Regions from separate parts of the Rattus norvegicus genome. Here region 1 is linked to region 2. A link is a contact called in public Hi-C data. All regions are on one chromosome and are shown on one strand. Each heading gives the region's core, a stretch centred on a gene start, on an enhancer-like site or on the middle of the called end of the contact. The rest is flanking DNA. Distances are from core to core; before and after follow the strand shown. Region 1 holds the start of Bmi1 (BMI1 proto-oncogene, polycomb ring finger). Region 2 holds the start of Skida1 (SKI/DACH domain containing 1).

Region 1 (3,909 bases), core at 683-3,182, 530 kb after region 2:
ATAATCTACGAGGGCAAATTATACTATTGTAATAATATCTTTAAAACTATGTAAAAGATTGTGTGTGCATGTGTAGACACTCAGATACCACATACAAACTTTTGTAAGGCATGTAAGCATTCGGATATATTTGATAAGTCCATTGACAATCTACCACTGAGCTCTTGAATGTATGTTGTGTCCAAATGGGCAAAGTTCTCCCCATCAGTCAGGTCACCCCCAAAGTCACCCACACTTGCATTTGTGCTGTGAGCCCCCAGTGGGATTATGGAGTTCATTTGCATTTCTTAGGTTGCTACCATCAGAGCTGGCCTCTGTCTTCCTTCACATTGACATCACTGGTGTTAGGCCTCCAACTACAACTGACAGCTCCAACTAACTAAGCTGTATTTCTACTATTGAGTATTTTCAGCGTTTTATGCTGGTTGCATTTTTATGATTTGTGCAAGAGGTGCACCTCTGGGGTGCAAGAGGCTAAGTCTCACCAAACATTCTAGGAAGTCTTCATGAGATTGTCCGTATTATCCAATAGGGTAAAATGATGAAGAATTGATGTTCTTGATGTTCGTATCAGTAACAAAGTGATAATTGATTAGCATTAAGAATGGTTGTAGGCCAAATTACTTTCATCTGTGGGAGGGCAGTTCCGTGAATTCCAATTTAAGGTGAACTTGAGAGACTTTGGTCAAGTGGCTCAAAGAGAACTAACTGGTGTCCCCTCTGTTGAGGTCCTGCTCTCTGGGTTGGTATTTGCTCTCTTGTAGTAGAGTGACACGAGAGGATGCAAGGCTCTGTGGTGTGAGGACTGGGTATGGTTCCTTTCAAGGCTCTTTCTAGGAGAGGCTGTGGTTTCACAGGAGAGTTGTCTTTAATTGGGAAGAGTGGTCTTCAATCCCCAAGTGCGGTTGGATTTACATCTTGCTCCTTATTAGTGGCATAACTTCATCCACAGCTTCTCAGCCATGTAGCTCACGCTATTTGTTGACTGAGTCCCAAACTAGTAATGCACAGGTTGAAGTCACTCTCAGGGAAGCTTTTTGGGTTTGGGCCATCTTTAGTATTCATCCCTTTTAATTCCAGTCTTGAGGTATGCTGGTTGGTTTTTCCCTCTTCTGTATTAAGCTTTCCTTAGAATTAAAGTCCCAGGTGCATTTTGTTAAAATTATGCAAGTTCCTGGATTTTCATTGCAGACAGCTCTGAGGCTGAGTCAGGTGTAGGTCAGTCTTGATTTAGATTCTGTGGTGGATAAAAGGGTAGGCGAGGCTGCATCCCCACAGCCACGTCCACACAGGTAACTGACTCCCTGAGTACTGTCTGCTGTGGTGTTGCTGACAGGTCTCAACTGCGAGTTTTCTAAAATGTATCTGTGAGTATTGTATGGAACTTAGGTGAGAAAAGACACCCCCCCAGCCCCCCTTACTCTGCATTTAGCTTTGGGGATGGGCTGGCCTCTTGACTTTTTGCACCTTGTCACTATACCACCCACTAAAGTAGTTTTTCTGGTCTCCAGAATAGTTTATTCAAATGGAAGTTTGCGCCTCCTTCTCTTGAGAAACTGATTTCTGGATTGAGCCCTTCCAAACACTTTGCATGGCTCATGTAAACTACTGGAGGCTTTCTAGAGAAGGGAGCCTTAGAAGTTCAGTGCAATAAACGCCTCTGCAACTCCAGTCTTGCCGGGCAGGGCTAAGTGCACAGTTGGCAATTCTCAAAAGATCTCTAAGTAAGATTTCTGACATAGCGAATGATAACAGGACAGTCAGAAAAAGGCAAGATGAGAAATAGCTCTTCCTTCCCAACGGTCACAGAACAGACCCGGAGAGTGTCTGGAATGGCCGGTGCACTCTCTTTGGGGTTGGAACTCTGGTGGCCGTCACCCGAGGATCGACACCCTGCGTCCCCGCCCCGCCCCTCCCCCGCGCCCGGCACCCCGCACGCCCGCAGAGGCTGGGCTCGGCCAGCTCCGCGCAGAGTTGCAGCGGTGGCTGGATGCCAAGTGTAAGTGTAAGTTGCTATGGAAACCCCAACAGAGGCGAGTTCCGAATCCGGAACAAGACCTAGCCCGGGGCACCTCGGGATCCGCCCCTCACATCCCGCTCGTGTCCGCGGCGCCCAGGCCTCAGCCGAGGCCCACGAGGTGCTTCTTTCCTCGGCACCCAGTCCGGAAATGCCGGGGATGCAGGAGGCTCACTGAGCGCTTTCCCTTTGTTGGGCCCGAGCCCTGCCAGGTTCTGGTTGCTTGAGCTGTCTAAACAAGAATCACGAAGTTTTTGACTAGAGGTCCCGCAGGAAATGCCACAGTAAATTCGGAGACTTGGATCAAGCTCTAGTGGCTAGTAAATATCTGCGGCGGCTTCGTGGTGGCCGCAGCAGAGCTGCGTGGTGTCTGCGGAGCCTGAGGACAGCTGGGAGAGACAGACCGGAGTCCACTGGGCTCCCAGCCCCCAGCCCAGACCTTTTCATCTCCAGGAATGGCCTGAGAGGCCAGAAGTAAATTTAGTTGGATCCTTTTACACCATTTAACAGTGGAGGTTATTCTGATCTCATTAGTAAATTCCTTTTGTAGAAAACGTTTGGAGAGCCAGCTGTAGAGTGTTAAACGAGTTTTATGAACCGCACAGCGTTTCAGGGTATACAGTTTCTTGGAGTTGTGGAGATAATCTCAATTCTCTTGAATTATAGCCAATACTTTTTTTGTGTCTTGCAGGGTCTTTTATCAAGCAGAAATGCATCGAACAACCAGAATCAAGATCACTGAGCTAAATCCCCACCTAATGTGTGTCCTGTGTGGAGGGTACTTCATTGATGCCACTACCATAATAGAATGTCTACATTCCTGTAAGTACACAGTGTTAGCCTTCTTGGGTCTGTATGCTTCACTGCTCATCCTGACCATTAAAACTACCAACATTCCCACATTCCTTGGGAATGTTAGTACACATTGTGAGATCTCCTTTCTTATGTATGTAGTGCATTGTTACAATTAGGCAGTGTGGAGTTTTTAAGGTCTTAATGAGTTTCACTTTTTTAGTTTTCAGAAATACCTTCTTCTTCATTTCCCATCCTTGAATTTTCAGTTCCGACATTATAAACTTTCTAAACTCACACAACCTTTTTATCTTCCTATTTCTAGTCTGTAAAACATGTATTGTGCGTTACTTGGAGACCAGCAAGTATTGTCCTATTTGTGATGTCCAAGTTCACAAAACTCGACCACTACTGAATATAAGGTAAGAGAGTGCTGGGGCAAGGGTGGGGGCTGGGGGGTGTGGCCACCGCCATCCCTGGTTTTGCTTTGCTGGAAGTTTATTCCTGACCTTTGCTGTATGGGAAGGGGAGGGGGGAGAACTTTAATTTCTTGTTATTTTAATGACTGTGTTTAGACAAAGTTTGGTTTTATTCCAGTATTTTAAAGGTGTCTGTCCTTTAAAAGTGAATTAGTTTCCCTTTCTTGTGCATAGCTTTATTGACTTCATGACAAATGAGTAGTGTTTTGTTTGTTTGTTTGTTTGTTTGTTTGTTTTGTTTGTTTGTTTTGTTTGTTTGTTTGTTTGTTTGTTTTGTTTGTTTTGTTTGTTTTGTTTGTTTGTTTTGTTTGTTTGTTTGTTTGTTTTTCCACTTCCATGTTCTTTATTCTTACTAGTGAGTTAGGATTTGTTACCTTGTGAAGGGCCTACCTCTCTTGACTCTTGGATGTGAAGAGGGTATCAGCAGGGTTGAGAACAGCTGCCAGCCCTCCTTGGGCTTTCTCCTCAGTGCTTTTACCCTCAGTCACAGCCAAGAAACTCCCCAACACCCACAGTACCCAGAACACAGGACCAGTTCTAGGTTTGCCTTATTAATTGATTCTTACTTTTTCAGGTCAGACAAAACTCTTCAAGATATTGTATACAAATTAGTTCCAGGGC
Region 2 (3,691 bases), core at 876-3,375:
CTGGAAATTTCAGAGTGTGGGAATGTAATCTCAGATACCCTATCGTTTCTTATCTCTGGGAAACAACTCCCCAGGCTGGCCGGGCAGTACACCGGAGCCCCTTTGGGAGCCCAGCTCTGCAGATTCCACTCCTCTGGCGACTCGGCTTTGACACTACTTTTGAGGTCGGGAAGTCGGCCGGCATCCTCGAAAGCAGCCGGTTTGGCTGCAGCGGCGGCGGAGGCCAGATGGTACAAGAAGTTGGCCTGCGCCTGCACGCTGGGAGGCTTGCAGAAGCTGGTGCGCCTGAAACGGATGCTCTGCACTGACACTTGGCTGGACCCGGAGCTGGAGTCTGACTCGGTGGATGAGTCCTCCTCCTCGGAGCTGATTTCACTGGAATCAGAGGCCCCGCTGCCCCCCTCTTCCTCCTCCTCTTCCTCCTCCTCCTCTCCTTCCTCCTCCTCTTCCTCTGAGGACACGGAGTTGCTGGAGCTGGACAAACTGGAGCCAAAATCCGAGTCATTGGCTGCATGGTCCGAGTAGGAGCTGGACTCGGAGTCGCTGCTACAACTCTCGGGAAAGCTTCCTAGATGGGGCTGCGGCCGGTGGTGGTGAGGGGGGTGGTGACTCGGCGTTGGCTGCTGGGCCCGGTGGTGGTGGTGGTGGTGATGGTGGTGATGGTGATGGTGGTGGTGAGGAGGCGGGCAGAAGCTGTTGACCAGATGAAACCTCTCCAAGCAAGTGGCTCCGGCGGCCGCCGCCGCCGCCGCCGCCGCTGCTGCCGCCGCCGCCGCCGCCTTGGCTTTGTAGGACCTGGGCAGCAGCAGCAGGCGCCGGGCGCCGGTGTGAGGCGCGAGCAGGCAGTTCTTGGCGCCCCCGCGCTTGCGCTTGCAGCGGTAGGTCAGGCTCACCGGGCCTCCCGCGCCGGTCGCCGCCTTGGGCTGGGGCCCGGCCGCCTGGTAGTAGGCGGCGGCGGCTGCGGCGGCGGCAGCGGCGGCGGCGGCGGCTGCGGCTGCGGCCGGGTGCTTGCTGCACAGCAGGCTCCGAAAATAAGCGGGGTCCGAGTGGAAAGCGACGTAGTTTCCCTGGAGCGGGGCAGTTTCATAGTTTAAAGAGGGTTTGCAAGGCGAGCGAACGATCTCCGGGTAGTGCGAGCCAGGGTATTTGCTAAAAATCTGAGGTAGATGGGCGGCGGGGCGCGCGGCGGCGGCGCCCGGACGCTGGGACTGCGCGCTGATTGGCAGGGGCCGCGCGGCTCCGCTCAGGCCCCGCCAAAGTTGGTGCTTGTCCTTCCAAAAAGCCGGGCGGGGGCTGGCGGCGGCGGCGCGCTCTGGCGGCGGCGCCTTTGTGGCCAGGGCCCGACCGACCCTCCTTCGCTTGGTCTTGAGCACACGCTCGGTTTTGCAGGAGGTGTAGAGCGCTTCTACGTCTTCCCGGGAGATGAGCGTGCATTTGGCCGCGTGGAAGGCGATACTGTTGATTGCTTTGAGTTTCCGCAACTCCTCCAGATCGCAGTGGTGCTTTTTCACTTTCAGATGATCCATGCGCTTGTGCACGGTCGTCCTCGGGATGTTTTTCAGCAGATCTGTGAAGACTTGGGAGAGAGCAAACATTTGCTTTCCTTTAATGATGAGGTAGCCGAGCCTCACGCCATCCACCTCTTCGAAACCTGACTTCAGGTCTCCCATCTCGGGCACTAAATGATCCCCACCATTTGCAGTAAATATATACGTGACGCATACATACACATGTATGTATGTTAATCCTCCGCCAGATGCTGCGTGTGTCTCAAGGCATCCTGCTAATAAAATAACAAAGACTGTTATTCCCGGCGAAGGGAGTGCCAAACTCTAGGCGAATTACTGGGGGGGGGGGGTGAGAAAAACCCCATGAAATTACACTGACTTGATTCTCGCTTTTTTTTTGGTTTTCGTTTTTTTAAAAAAGAGGGAAAAGACCATCCGGTTTCAGATCTGCCAGTGTGTTGGTCTGAGTCCTCGATGCGGATCAGTACCTGGGCCCCGCTACTCCTTCTTTCTCCATTGGAGCACTGTGATAATGGAATGTGAAGGGAGAAAGAGAAAAGAAATGCAGCTGCTATTCCCGCCGCTGCTTTAGCTACAAATAAAATGACAGAGTGAAGTGAGCTCGTCCGGAGACACCTTCATCAATTAATTCCCCTAAAGCCAACGCTGATTGGACACTCCTGACAGGTGATGCAATAAAAATTGATATTCCACCCCTTCCCCCCAAAATCTCCTACTAATTAGCATACCCTTATACTGCCACCTCCCCTCCCAAAGTAAATAATACAGCCGGTATATAAATCTTTCCATTAAACTATCGGAGCTCAGAAACAGCCTGACTCACAGACTTCATCAGAAGCAGTGTATGTACGCAAAAAAAAAAAAAAAAAAAAAAAAGCACCGTATATTCCCCTTTAAAGAAATACTGCCTATTTTTGCTTTATTTGCATTTTACCGATACAGCTATTATCGTTTCAAAGGAAAGCATTTAAAAAACATTATCAAGCTCAAATAGATATACCCCACCCCTCTTTTCTTTGGAAAATGAAGCTTAAGGGAAAACGTGCCAGAATAGCCTGGTATTTCCCTTCTGGGTGAGGAGAAGGAGACTGGCTGGGAGCTCTAAAGTTAAATCCCGAGGTGACCCACCCCAGTACAGACTTACGTTGGCAATTTCTCTCCACACCCCCGCCCCCTCCCATGCCCTTTTACAACCAGAAACAAAGTTATTTGACCAAGAAAGCAGTTCGAGGCTCCACCTCAGGAACACGTAACAATTCAACTGGATTTCAGTTCTTTGCTGAGGAGTGGGGCAGGGGGAAGGTAGTTTCTCGTCAGGCCCATAACAAAGCACAGATAAGCCAGCAATGAGTACACGTTTCACGATTCAGGAGCCTGGCGAAGAGGTGAGGTCATCCTAGAGTGTCCAACATGGCTTTGGCCAGGTCCCGTCCACAGGTCAGAATTCCAGGGAGCAGGTACCTCCTTCTGCAGTAAAGGAAAGAAAATGGAAGGCTCCACAAGGTGCTTCCAGAAGTTTTACATAAAAACAATGAAAAGAGAGTGCTGGTGTATGGTGCAGACCATTTCAGTGATTGGTGATGGCTTGGCTGGTAGATTAGGTGCATCTTCCACAGCTCCCATTGCCCCCCCCCTGTGAAAGCCAGGCATCTGTTTTAACAAAATCACTTTGGATGAATATCAGTCTGGGATAACCTCTTCTTAGTCACCAGCGTGATTTGCTGTCATTTTCAAGGAAATCCAAAATATTGCCAAGTGAGAGGAAGGGTCTTTTCACTTGCATTTGCAGGATCTCAGATGGATGTTGGCTGCTTTGCAAAATTCGGCCAGATCTTCTTCAGTGTTTGTAACTACAGCATAAATGCAGCCTAGGCGTCTACATGTTTCCTCCTTCCTCCCAAAATAGACACATCTGTGAGGTTAAAGAATGAACGGATATTTCTGAACCTGTGAGGGGAAAAAAATGCACAATAATTCCTTTCTTCATATTCAGAAGTTCCAGTTTCCCCTGCTGAGATCTGGCCAGCAGGAGCAGATATAACTCAAAAGAGAAAAGGGGAAAAAAATCTTAAGAAAAAAAAAAAACCAAACAAACAGAAATCAGATATACAAAAAGGTAGTTTGCTTGACAAGATGAAGTCTCTCTCGGCCATGGCTCCCCA

Evidence for each region. Hi-C and Micro-C count contacts between places; a contact is called where the count stands out from the background.
Region 1: a contact with region 2 is called in a Hi-C map of prefrontal cortex, with 2.5 times the contacts expected there. The contact joins the promoter of Bmi1 here to the promoter of Skida1 in region 2. A contact is called at or near these places in 3 of 12 Hi-C or Micro-C datasets (kidney, liver and prefrontal cortex) and 1 of 1 datasets of contacts at active chromatin or transcription factors (oligodendrocytes).

The regions. Positions count from the first base shown.
Region 1 is chr17:86,242,312-86,246,220 of GRCr8, forward strand. It overlaps Bmi1 (BMI1 proto-oncogene, polycomb ring finger), which reads left to right and starts at 1,933. Exons shown (of 10, transcript NM_001107368.2): 1 at 1,933-1,999; 2 at 2,709-2,839; 3 at 3,135-3,231; 4 at 3,863-3,909. The coding sequence starts at 2,728.
Region 2 is chr17:85,713,250-85,716,940 of GRCr8, forward strand. Skida1 (SKI/DACH domain containing 1) reads right to left here and starts at 2,126. Exons shown (of 2, transcript NM_001400778.1): 1 at 1,888-2,126; 2 at 1-1,783. The coding sequence starts at 1,670.